Regions from separate parts of the Anser cygnoides genome. Here region 2 is linked to region 1. A link is a contact called in public Hi-C data. All regions are on one chromosome and are shown on one strand. The core of a region is the stretch at or near the end of the contact, and the rest is flanking DNA. Distances in the headings are between cores, read along the strand shown. Region 1 overlaps MICAL3 (microtubule associated monooxygenase, calponin and LIM domain containing 3). Region 2 holds the start of USP18 (ubiquitin specific peptidase 18).

The links. A called contact is a pair of places that touch in the nucleus more often than the background predicts.
Region 2: a contact with region 1 is called in a Hi-C map of liver, with 2.1 times the contacts expected there. The contact joins the promoter of USP18 here to the enhancer-like site in region 1. A contact is called at or near these places in 2 of 7 Hi-C or Micro-C datasets (both in liver).

Annotation. Positions count from the first base shown.
Region 1 is chr1:67,124,827-67,131,596 of Taihu_goose_T2T_genome, reverse strand. It overlaps MICAL3 (microtubule associated monooxygenase, calponin and LIM domain containing 3), which reads left to right. Exons shown (of 43, transcript XM_048081462.2): 26 at 4,001-4,196. Among named protein-coding and RNA genes, the nearest start is that of BID, 55 kb to the right of the region's middle. Within about 2 kb of position 3,281, at least 2 of the 3 cell types and tissues checked have open chromatin away from gene starts, as enhancers often do. A contact at or near this core is called in liver, where this site is marked.
Region 2 is chr1:67,286,335-67,293,104 of Taihu_goose_T2T_genome, reverse strand. It overlaps USP18 (ubiquitin specific peptidase 18), which reads right to left and starts at 4,435. Exons shown (of 12, transcript XM_048047318.2): 1 at 4,194-4,435; 2 at 2,644-2,685; 3 at 1,152-1,341; 4 at 204-300. The coding sequence starts at 4,274.

The DNA of each region.
Region 1 (6,770 bases), core at 2,032-4,531:
TCCTGTTTCACATTTGGTAACAAGTTTGACAGTGGCTTTGCAACTAGCCAGATGAGCCTTCAAGGCATCTTTTAGAAACAAAACCAAGTCTTGTGTACAAAGTGCGTTCACATAGACCAAACTTCTACAGATCCCTTGCTGATGTTGGTAATCAATTGAGCTTCTGGATTATGTTCTCAATGTAGAGCTGGTTTATGTGCAAAGTAAGGTGCAGGCGTGTGACCAATCCTGTATCTGAAGTGTGTAGAAACATAAATTAATTTGAAAATTGCTGGGAATTTTCTTCTTACTTTGTTGGTGTTTTGAGACAGAGAGCCCTTACCAAGCTTACGGGATATCCTGGCTTGACCACATCCTTTTACCTTTAAGTTTAGGTAGATTTTTCATATTTTCAAATTTTTAACAGTTTTATTGATTCATTTGCCCAAACTTAACTGTTTATACTGTGGCAGAATTGGTTTGATTCTCTTTGTACATGTTATACTGATACAGGGTCTTCATGATTAGAAGGTTAATGATAACTTGTTTTTATTGAATAACATGCCTGAAAGATTATATATGCTGGTGAAATGCATATAAGCAGATGTCAGCTTGATTTTCAGTCCTTTTTTACCTTAGAGTTATTGCTACTGGTCTTTGTCCCCAGCCCAGGCAGTGAAACAAGCATCTCTTTTTTTTTTTTCTTTTTTTTTCCAATACTCCATTCATGTGATTTAATTATATGAACATGATATTATATATTTTACTTTTCCTTGAAAAGGCTGACCAAAAACAAACAAAACAGACACACACAAAAAAAAGCTTAAGATTGTTAAAAAAAACATAGGACTGAAATAATGTCAGGCAAAAAAAAAAAAAAAAGTCTAATTCTTCTCATTTTCATCCTTTTTTTCGGCTTGTGGACATTCCAGCTATGTTGGGGTATGCATCAGAAGAGAACAAGTTAAAAACAGTCTGTGAAAAGATATTTCTATGGAAATAGCTGAGCCTAGCTGAGTGCTGTGTTGTGTAGAAAGAGTTCCAAGTAGAAAAACTCTCGTTTTATGATGATTTGGTGAATTCTTTCTTTGTTTTCCTTCACCTTGATGTTCTTCCATTACCCAGAGTCCTTGGTTTTTCCAAGTCAGCCAGAACTGGCAGAACAATATTCCAGGTCAGCTCCCCTGTTACTGTGAACTCAGGGCTGGGGAATGTAACACAGATTACAAAAATAGATTTGGCTGAGGTGGTATCACCATCTAGAGAGAATGAAATGAAATGTGAATCCCAGCTGAGGAGGCAGTTCAGTTCCACTAAACTTTGAAAGGACTAATACAACATAAGGCTTAGCAGCAGGAAACGGTAGAGACCATTGTGTGCCTGGAAATGGAAGATAATGCTCCCTCCTTCCACCTGAGCAAGCTGCGGTTTGTACCATAAATAACCCCGGTAGTTACAGCCAGGGGCACAGCAGCCATTTGCCCACATCATAGAAAGGTTCAAGCAAGAGGGAAAAGCACTCCTGGCAGTTGTCTCCATGAGATTTTATCTTTCTTGAGAGGGATTGGAAATTAACATCACTAATTATGGCAAGGCCATAGTATTAGTGTGAGAGACTGAGATGTTACTGGGTGAATAATTGTCCTGAATAAGGGCTGTCACGGGAATAAACTGATAAACTACAAAGAACAGAGAAAGAAAACAGAAGTTGTCTTGGAGGTCAAAACATGTGAGGATAAAATAAATGTTGCCAAAGCTCGTGCTGGGTTCGAATTTGTATAGGAGAGGAAAACAAGCAGCTGTATTCTTTAAGTATGTAAGTAAAAGCAAGATGAGGAAAACCAGAAGTGGGTCCACAGAGGATGAGTCTGAGATTAAATGCAGTTTCAGGTACAGCCAGGAAAGCAAGTGGATATTTGGCCTCCAATTTCAGTTGGGAGGGTGGCATTGAATGTGGGAGCAAAAGATGTTAGTGTATACATAGCAAGGTTTGGAAATGGAAATTAACCCAATGAAGCTGGAAGCAAAATTTAAATATTACTATACTATATGTGTGGAAGTAAAATGAGACCAAATAATCTTTGTTTCAGAAAACTGTAAAAACTGTACAGTGAAATTGTGAGCTTTTTGGTAGCAATTTATGTTTAAATCAGGCTATCCTGATGCACCCTGACTATCAAATTCAGGGTAATGCTATGTGACTGCTGGGTGACAGAAGTATGATGTGCATATAAAAAATAAAAAAATAAAAGGATGAAAGGTGATCTGAACAAGTACAGATCTGTTAATCTAAACAATAGATAAAACACCTTCTTTGAGGGGAATAAATAAGGACTGCTAGTTCTGCAAGTGAAGTCTTTTGACCTCGTGAAGGTATGTGGCATAAAACGTGACATGGATTCACCAAAGACCGTGCCAGACTAGCCTGACAGCTGTTACTGATGAAGTAACTGATTACCTCCATGAGGGAAATGCAGTGCATCCAAAAATTGGACTTCAGTAAAGTACCTGAAAGCTGGCACATGGAAATAATTATTTAAGCTGGGTAAAATGTGGGGGTTATACATGAAGCGTCAAGTAGCTGAGGAGCTGGCGTAGATGAGAGTTTAGAGGTTTTATTCAAAACTGAATTAATGGAGTTGGGTAACACCCACAGACTATGGAGTTTCAAAAAATTGATCTGAGGACTGATCTTCGTATTGCTTTTGCTAAGGTTACTAGCCAAAAAGGAAAAATCTGCTAATGAAGTTCATTGCTGAGGCAACATTTCAAGCCCTCATCAATGCAGAGGAGGATAGGCATGTCATACACTAAGAGCTGCATAATGTTGTGGACTGTAGTATTAAAAATAGAAATGTAATAGTAGAAAGTACCAGGTCATGCACCAAGGAAGTGATTTGGCTACCAGCAAGGTGCTTATCAGTTGAAAGCAGAGAAGGAGAAAGATCTGAATATCAGTCAATAAACAAAAGCCACCAGTATTATGTGGCATATAAATAGGCAAATGTGTTCTCAGGGTGTACCAGATGAGAGATTTCTGGCAGGGCTGTATGTTACACTGATAAGACCTCATCTGGAAAGCTGTGTACAATTCTGATCACGCAGGTTCTGGAAAGATTAATCCAAACAGGGACAGGTGCAGAGACCTAGGGGGTGATCAGTGCACTGAAGAGCTTATCTCATGAGAGGAATGCTCGGTTTGTTTAGCGTAGCAAAACAGAAGCTAGGAAAGATTAGGCTCTGTAAATAGTAAGCTGTGTAAGGGTAAACAGTGGCTTGCTGTTTAAGCTAAAATACTAGAATTTTAAAAAGAGATAGATGAATGCAGGTTAGAATTTAATTAATTGAGTGCTACGGTGAATGAAGCTTCTGTATACTTTTCTCCAAATGTCTGATTCACATGCCCTTGCAATTCTCTGGGACTCATGATGTTCGTGCTTGCGAACATCTCATCTACTTTTTTCCCTGTGGTTCATTTCATCTCAAACTCTGATTAAAAAATAAATAAATTCAAATCCAAAAAAAGTTTGAAAACTCACTCCAAATGGGACTTTTTCATCCCCTCCCTCTCAGCATCTTTAAGTATTAGTGATGCTTGCTCTCTAACTATGTAGCTCACCTACCTGGCTTGACCAGTAACAGTTTTGACATCATGCAGCAGGCTTGCCCCCTGGCATTCCTACTTGGTCTCAGAGAATACATCCAGCCTGTGGCCAGGCCTTCCCCAGTATTTATGATGTAGGCTCCAGCGCAGTTAAAACATCCTTATTTCTTCTCTCATCGAGGACATTTAACATTCTTTCCAGCATCTGTTAGCCAAAAACACTAAGATTCCCTTTTGCAGTCTGGCTCCCCAACAGGTTCTGCCAGTAGTGGTGAACAGGATAATGGCATAAGGTATTCTCTTGCTTTATTTACCTCCCTCTGCCTCAAGCCCCATTTCTCCCAATTGCTCAATTTCCTTAAAAAATTACAGCCCTGACTGTTGCATTTATTGTTTATTCACTGACTTATTCTTTAGGTTCTAATGTAAATGGGCTGGAAGAGCCCAGCCTCGCTAAGCGGTTGCGTGGCACGCCTGAGCGAATTGAGCTGGAGAATTACCGACTGTCACTGCAGCGGGAAGAAGAACTGGAAGAGGTTCCTGAAGAGACGCTAGCAGAGCATAACCTGAGCAGTGTGCTGGACAAAGGAACAGAAGAGGATGTGCCCAGCAGGTTAGTACACAGTGACCATAAGCTTTCTTATAACCGTCCCAACATACTCTTGCCTATTGTTCCCTTAGCTTCTTTTGTTTTTGTTTTTCACATATTGTTTGCCAGGTTGCTCTTCCTAAAGTTCTTTGAAAGTATTTCATGTATGTACACAAATATTTTACGTTGTAGTTTCTGTTCTTCTAAATAATTTACTACCATTCTTAGAAGATAACTATAGTACCATAATGCCATGGATAACTATAGTACCATAATACTTCAGTCCTAAGTAGTTCAGTCCTAAGTTGGAAAGAAATTTTAAATTTTATTTATTTATTTATTTTGAAAATTATATTAAAGACAAATGAGTCTTTTGAGCAAGCAGAACACAGGTTCAAATGGGAGTGGGTTCCAAAGTTAACTTTTCTTGTCTATTTTGCATCACAATTTAATAACATTTTTAGTTCAAAGACTCAAGCTTGACACACTGAGCATTGTAATCCTGACTGACTGCTGATGCAAAGCCTAACAGACCGTAGTTTGAAGCAGTACTTTTGCCTGTTGAAAAGTATATTGCACCTTTACAAATTTTCCTTTATCTACGAAGGGATGTGTAAAAACATTAGGATCCAAGTATTTGCAAATAGAGCTGATGGAAATAGGTGCTGCAAGAATCAGTGAGAAAGAATATTTGATGAAGAATGCTTCTGAACTTTATAATTAATCTCATACTTTTGAATTCTTAGTCTCTTAATAATGGTTTCTAATCATCTACTTTTCTTTGTAGCAATAACAACCCTTATCCTTTCAGCTTTCAGTCTGCCCAGTAGTCTTCTTGAAGTAAACTCAGATAAGCCTGTAACAGCATTAGAGCCTACAAACATATTCAGTGTATGCATTACCTACAGGAATAGGGCTGTATAAGAAATTCTTTACATTTATGCATGTGAAATTGAACTGAATTGAATTAGTGTAGTGAAGAATGCTGCTATGTTCATTAAAATGTTTACAGGATTTAGGTTGAACAGAATCTGTCATTTATATATCTTTTAAGGTAAATTTGAAGGGGCAGCATCTGAAGACTAACTACTAATAGCCTGAACTCTGACACTCTTGACAGCATGTAGATTTGGATGCATGAAGATGTAGCTCAGTGGGACCTTCTGGGCCTGGGAACTGCTAATAACTTGTACAGCAGTTTTCTCCAAAACTTAAATAATACTCTTCGGTTAATTTCTTAACATAGCAATTTCTTTAGAATATGCTATTTTGACATAGTTTACACAATTGGGAACTGGAAGTGTCTGGTTGAATAATCATGGGACTATTTAATGGGAAATGCAAACTCTGCTTGCCTTACTCATCCCTCCTTTAGCTCCCAGCTCAGGCCTAGGACTTAAATCAGTTGTGACAGTTTAGGCATTAATAATATTGTGAGGTTCATGGTCCTTTATGTTTATAGCTCTAAACCAAAATTCACTAGTATGATGCCCTATTATTACTGGTCATGATTTCAGTAAATCAAAACGCTGTAGGCCTGGTCAGTGAATGGCAGAAAATTTCCAAAGGAGAAGAGAGAGTTAAAAAAGTGGAACTTTGGTATTTTCGGATACGAAGCTCTTGGTCATTTCCAAGAGTTGTTTTGTAGAACTGTGGAAAGAATACCTACACCATTAGGTTCAGTAGCTTAATTTCCTCACATAAGCTGCTATCTTTAGCTGTCTTTGTATATGTTCACCTTCATAACTTGAATTGAACTAGGTATTTCTGTCTGTAATAGACTGAATTATTAGATTTTGCTTGTGCAAAGCAGTGTTTAGTGGGCAATTCACACTCTATTATAGAAAGGAAGGAGAAAAGTTACTAAATTGCCTGTCAGTTTGACTTGGAAAAAAATCTGTCCCAAATCCAAACACAGCAAGCAATTTACTTACAGCATTGATAAAGCTGTGTGGGCAAACATCAAAGAGAGAATTTTCTAGATGATATAGTTATCTGTTATCTTCTGTTCAGCTGTATCCAGTCCTTGATATTTCACAGAAAGACCAGAAAACAAAGGGAAAAAGTCTCACCACTTTTTCAGCAACAAAAGAAAAAAAAAATCCCTGTAACAAGCCAACCAAAGCCCTGATTTGATCATCTTCACTGTCTTGGTGCAGAACTGCAGGGTTAGGAGCAGGCTGAGGAAATGCAGGACTTTTTGTTCCCTCCGTGTCTTATGGAGCAATGGATTGGGCTTCAAGGTTCACCTAGGTATGAACTCCAAATCAGACTCTGCATTGGGTACCCAGCTTCCCTACACACATACATGCATGTACACATGGGCGTACACATTGCAGAGAAATTTTACGGAAAGTAGTATTCAAAGGATATCTTTTCAAAAGAGAATTAATCTTGCTTAGGCATCAACTCCTCAAGAGGAAAAATAGTTTAAGCAACCAAACTCTGACTACACAGCATTTGAGAAAACCCTCTAAGTGCCTTCATTGGCTTTAACTTGCAGTAACTTTCAGAATGTCATCTGCAGTTTTGGTTTAATACTCTGTTACAGCGACCTTTCAAAAAAGAGTGGTAGGACAGCTCATGCTGTATGGCAAA
Region 2 (6,770 bases), core at 3,186-5,685, 160 kb before region 1:
CTAACGAGTCAGACTGCAGCCTCTACCTTTGTAGGCTCTAGTCTGTACAAGAGAGGCACAACACGCAGAGACCTTGCTGAGTCAGCTGAAAGCACCTAACACTCCTGATGAGCCAATCCTTCAAATGTACCTCCCACACAAACAAGGCACAGAGACAACAGTGCAACAGGAAAGCTATCTCAGGTAGTTCAAACAGGTGGTACCTTCGTAGTATCCTAGTGAAGTGTATGTTCATGAGGAACACTTGGAGTAGAGAGTTCAGACAGCAGGTCTGCCCAATGTTGTAAAGTCCAACAGCTCCTGTAGGCACAGAAAAGAGGAAGTGAGTTCAAAGATAGGTACAAGAAAAGAAAATGAAAATCATTTAAGGGATGGTAAACTCCTTTTTGTACATATTCACCCATCCAGTGCACAAGTCCAACATCTTGCTCAGACCTTAGAGAGGGTTCAGCCTACGTTCAAGTAGATAACATTTACTTTTGTTTGGCAACTGACAGGAAAAATCCAAGTAAGCAAGGATCCTGATACTCAGATGTCTTTTTTTTTTTTTTTTGTCTCAGTTTTGAAGAAAGGAACTAGCCTGAGAGAAGTGGAAAAAGTCAGCTAGAGCTGTTCACACTGCATACAAAAGAAATGGATATTACTAATATCGCTTTGGGGCACAGAAATTACAATCAGAAATTCTGAAGTCATCACCAAAGAGAGAGAGAGGGTATGGAACAGAAACTCAGAACAACTGAATTGCATACAGCTAGTGGTAATGAGGGATATATCTGAGACAGAACAGCATGTACACCTGAAATACTGATGACACCCTTTGGGAGGCCAATCTAGTGATGCAGCAGAATAACCAGGACCTCGTCCGTGGCTTAGCAAATCTCGAAGCAATGCTGGCTGTGTTTGGAAAGAGGACAGCATCTAGGTGTTTTCAGCTGTAGTAACCAAAATGAGGACTTCAAAGGGGAGAAAGCGCTGAGATCCTCATATAAGCCCTTCTCAAAAAACAAAATGGTTACTTGGCAGTACAAAATGAGAATCACCTGCATATTCCTCAGCAAAGAGGTAAAGAAGATGAAGCCTAAGGACAAAGAATGGAACAGAAGGCACTACAGACAGAAAATATGAGTGAAAAATAGGCAAAGCTTTATTACCATTTTTTAAGTCTGCCACACCAAAGACTAATGGTAGCCTCTGGTCTTTAGTCTTCAGCTCTTTGTTTTCCTCTCTATCATCTTCTTCTTCTGCCTTCATGTTCTCACTTAGTGACATCTCTGGCTTTTTGCTCCTTTCTTGACGTCCACTTCTTTGGCCCATCAACAATACGGTACTATGACAGAAGGACTGCAGAAGGACACAGAAAAATGGGGAACACCCAGAAACACAAGATTTGTCTTTGTATTTGATATTTTCATGATGAAAAAGCTGAAATGTCAATAAAATTAGTATGATTACTGCAGTGACATTTGGTATGTTTGAATTAGTATAGATATAGTAGCTGTGCAGTATATCAGCAAGGTAAGAGACATGGAACTGGATGGCAACTGCACATCCTGTATTCCTTGTATGACTAAATAAATGGCCTTTCAATTCCACAGAAACAGCCCCACCTAACCTGGGAACTCCAGATATACCTGTTCAAGAAGATTTGGTGAATAAAATAATTAAAATTGTTCAAATACCAGATGATACAAAATTTTTCTGTTCAGTAAAAGCAATGCTTTAAAGCCTAAAGTACCCTAAGTATTCAAAGGGGCAAATTTCACCTTCTCTACCTTTTGATCTGATAAGAATTTGTGTTTTTTTCTGATTGGGCTCTTCTCTGCATTGTTTTTAAGTGCTCTAGTCACAGCTCTAGAGGGGCACCTTGGACTCTAATTTTTAAATGCATTTAAGCACCTAAGTATCATTTTTGTTTTACAATCCTTCAGGCAAAGGAACTGTTTAAGAGAACCATTATAATGCCTTGATTTTAAGGGGACTATTGAATGGACCATTATTCTGACAGTCTCTTATGACTCGGCTACTGGCTCTTTAAATAAAACTCAAAAAAAATCACTAAACTAAAGCAAAGTAATAATACTCAAGCAAAACAATATTATAAATGCTCCAATGCAATTAAACAAAAATGAAACATTTTTAAGAGCCCACATCCAACATGGAAACTGAATCAGAAAAAAATGGTATGCTTATATGCTTAGGGAAACATTCACAGAAAGAGAGAGAAAGAGAGGGAAGGAGAGGGAAGGAGAGGGAAGGAGAGGGGGAAGGAGAGGGCGGGAAGGAGAGGGCGAGAAAGAAGTCCCATATGCTCAGGAATCATTATTACACAAATACTGAACAGCATGTAAAATGAACCTGAGGCCACTCCAGGTGCAATAAGAATGAAGAAAAGCTACCAAGAAAGGGAAATTACCAAAAAATCCTGGTTTTGCTTTTCATGAAAAGAAATTTTTGTTTCAAAAGCTTGTTATTTTTCAGGTTGACTCTACCTAATAATGTTATATTTCAAAGTTTATGAAAAATTTATCATGGAAACTAGAAAACTAGAAATTATTTTTTCCCCAATTACCATTTTTAAGCTTAAGTATATTTTTCCCAACCATCCTTTATCAAAATTACTTTTGAACTCAAAGTGTCACATACCCAGATACACTGGATAACATCAAATTTGCTGAGAAGATTTATCTGGGAAAAAAAAGAAAAAAAAAATCAGGCATTCAAAGATAGATTCGAGAACATTGCTCTTTGTATTGAAAAGCAACAATTAGGATGGCTATGTGGGAAAAGTAAAACTGGATTTCAATTTCTTCTTCTGCAAAACACTCTGAACTCATGCTGCCTTTTCCCTGGGAAGCAATTTAACCAGGCATTCAGGTGTAGCTGGTGTAGTATCAGCAAAAGTAATACCCGCAGCCAGGGGGGACGCAGGAGGAGACAGAAAGGAGGGGAAATGGTCAGCAGAGGAGCTGAACAGCAGTGATGGTTGTGCTGGGGATGAGCAGAACTTGTAAAACACAGTTCTTGGTAGAATTAAGGGCAGGATGAACGAGCCAGCTCAGGGCTAAGAAGCTTTGGGTGATTTGAGAAATAGGTAGAAAGATAGTAGGGCAAGAAGGTGCAGGGGTCTACAGAGATGGCAGGATTTGAAGGATTTGGCTCTGCAGTTCAATGAAACTCTCCCCCAGGCACCCTGGCACCGCTAACAGGAACCCTGGGTTGGGAGCAGGGACGGGAACAGAACTTTCCAACCCTTACACAGAACCGCCTCGTTTCAGCTATAAAAAATACAGTATTGCTAAGATTTGCCATGACCTTCCTTTCCTGGCATAACTGTATAAAAAATCTGTTGCGTGGGCATGGGACTTGGGGAGCAAGCAAACCGATTTCTCCCCTCTCACTGGAAGAGCAGGGCCCCTTCTCAGTTTCCTTTGCAGACGAGGGGGATGGCTCAGTACCACTGCCCCAGCGCACGTGGCTTGGCCAAGCCAAGCGACCACGCTAACTACGGGCAGCAAAAAGGCGGCAGCGACGTCCGCCTTGCATCCTCCACCCCGTGATCAGTGAGCCCTCCTGCCCACCCTCTGCTCAGCCCAGCGTCCTCCATTTCGCTCTCGCTCCGCGCCAGGTCGCTGGCCTGAGGAGGGCCTCTCCGTCCCTGGTTGTCGGTCACTCTTTCCTAGCGTCGCCACTCCTTCCCCCTCACAGTTATCTCACAGGGCAGGCTGCCAAAGGCATGGACCTCAGCCCCGAGGAGACGGTGGCCCCCGGGTGCTCCCCAAAGAGTGGCTGTGGGGATGGGATGGATCCGAGCCCTTCACCTCCATGCTTCTCTTAGACACCACTGAAATAAGACTTTTCACTGTTCTGTTCAACTACGTGCTTGTCCAGCTCCCTTTTTAATATATTTTCATCCATTAAAGAATATTGGTTGAAACAGAAAAGAGAAACCATTCCGGCCACTACAAACGCCCATTACTCGCGCTCCCCTGACGGCATGCCCAATGCCCTAGCAGATTCACCAGCTCAAAAGTTATTTTCATCAGTTAAAAGAAATACAAATGACCAAGCTGACGCGGTAAGAGTTCAGAGTCACCAGAGCTCCGACTCGGTGCGTGCGGTCATTTAGCCGTCCACCCGCGGCTCGGGCTCCCCGACCCCGGCAAGCAGCCACAGAGCTCTCTCACACCTCCTACCTCGCGCGTTTGGAGCCTCGGCCGACCCTCAGCGACCCCCCGGAGCCGCGGGCGGACCCTGGGGGCCGGCACGGCGCACATCGCCCCGCTCACCTGCGGGCCGGCCGGGCCGAGGGAGGCGCTGCCGGTGCGGCTGCCGCGGCGGCGCTGCCTGAGGGAGACTGCGGGGAGGCGGCGGCGCCCCGCCGCCCTGCTCGCCGGCTGCGTCAGAGGGCAGCAGCGCCCACTGCGCCGCTTAGTTTTGATTTCCCGCTTCGCTCGGCCCAGGGACGGAAAGTGAAACTTCGCGGAGCCGATCGCTGCTCTCCCTTCTCGCCGCCAGGGGCGGCCCCGCGGCGGGCAGAGCCGTGAGATGGCGGCGGCTCGCCGACCCCGGACCCGTAGGAGAAGCGGGGCCGAGCTGCGCGGACACCGGGCTGGGACGAGACCCTGCCGACCCGGGGCCCCTCCGCTACCTCCCCATGCCAGGCTGAGCCTGCTTCGGTTGGGAAAGAGTGGGTTTCAATGGCACGGGGAGAAACTGAACTCTGTAGAAAGCAAGCTGTTCATCGTCTGTGGCTGCTCCTCAGGAGGTGTGTGCTGCCTGCACTTACAGCGTTCCTCACCTCACAAAACTTGGTGTTTGTTAGCACGGTGTTTGCTTCTTGTAGCAGCAAAAGCAACAGGAAAGCCAAACTCTTGTCAAGGCACAGAAGCAAGAAATAGCTTGTTTAAAATAACCCCAAGTAAGTCTTAGAGTAACTTACAGTAACTGTCTTAGAAACTTAACCCACCCTCCAACCTAAAAGCTTCAGGAATTTACTGCTTATGTGGGCTATGGTCCACAGTAGGATAGCTGAATGGCAGCACTGTGGTAAACAAAAATACCCCAGCAAACCCCTGTGCCACGCGATGTCTGGTTTCAACAAGGCCAAGGATGTCCGAACCAGCAGAAGTGCTTGGGTGGCTGCTCCTCTGGTGTGTGTCGGGATTCCTGGCCTTCCTCTTTCTGGCTGTCAGCAGGACAAACGGAGGGGCACAGCATGCCCTGGAAGGGGGCTTTGCTTGTTGGAGGATGGCCATCAGCCCAGCTTTGCTCCACATGAGGATGCAGGAGAGTTTAGAGCTGAGTGATGCTGCCCTGCAGAGCTCTGCTGACTGGAGAAATGGTACAGGTGAAGCAGGGGATACTGCTATGCATGTGAAATAGATGCAGTCTCTGGGACCCCAGAAGTGAGAGTCCCCTTGCGATTTGGCAGGGCATACCTGCCTACCCTTTATCCAGGAGCTCCAGCAGGCTGAGACAGCTGGACAGTCTTCAGAGAGGGCCAAACCCTCAACCATGCCTCTATCTCCGCCTGTAAGATTGGGTTGGCAATCCCCATTCCAATGAGGTAAAAGGTGTTGCTACCTTCCACAGGCTACAGGGAGCTCCTGAAGGCCTCTGTCTCCCTTTCTTTGCTTCCTAGAACCTCACTGGTGTCTTTGGTATGCCCCTTTACCCCTCAGGAAAGCCCCTTCTTTGAGCTACTAACAAACTGAATTTGCATGTGCTGTGCAAAAGCCTTCAGCTGTTGTTTTACTAATTTACTAAATTCAGTGGATGTTACAGAAGAAGAGAGAGACAAAGAAGGGAAGGAAGGAAGAAAAGAGAGAAAGGAAGGAAGGAAAGAAAGAAATGGTGAGGAAAACCATGGCTTAATGTAGCCCTGCCTTGCAGGCTTCTTCCTGTGTAATAAAATATTTCACAGTTAGAGCCAGCACAGCTGCTGAGGAGTCAGAGCTCCTCAGCTATGGCAGCACTGGCAGTAAAAAGCTTCCTGACCCGCCACACAGACATATATGGGTAGCTGTAGAGGCTGCAGGCAGAAGATTACAAATGACTCAGCATCTTTCTTGTGGCCCAGGTGGAGCCTGTTGGGAATGATTTAGTGGTGTTCACTTTCTATTCCTAGCTTGCGTGGAGTCTGCCTGATAGTAAGGAGGAAGAGAGAAAGAAATGTGAAGCTATAAATTGCCTAGAGACAGGTAAACCACCTAAGCAGATTGCAGATTGACGCCAGAGGTTCAATAGGAGCTAGGTCTGACAGATCTGCATAAACCAGTGAGGAAGTGTGCAGGTGACATGGCTTTTGGTAATGATTCCTGTGGGATCCTGGGTACTAGATTAAGAGGGCATATGTCTTGTTTAAGAATATTTTAAGGTTTGCCTGTGGAATCTGGTTGTGACACTCCACTTCCAAAATGGGTATTGGGCAGAAATCTGAGCCTGGAAGATACTTTGAAAAAAGCTGCTTGCTTCTGATAACTGCCACAGAACTTCTACAGTAGATAAAATAATCCATAAAATAGATAATCAGGATGTGATTTAAAAAGCACTCAGGGAGTTAGGAACTCCACCCCCATTGTTTCAGAACACATGAAGTACTCTGCACTGGATCAGTAACTTCAAGTTCTTCATTGCATCAATTTCAGTAGTTTTTCAAGGAAGAGGGCAAGCACTTCCTCTGCCATTTTTCTTTGTCACTTTTTTTTTTGTCTTTAACTGTGTTTCATGTGCAAAATTTCCTGTTTCTGGTTTTGGTCCCAATTCAGGAA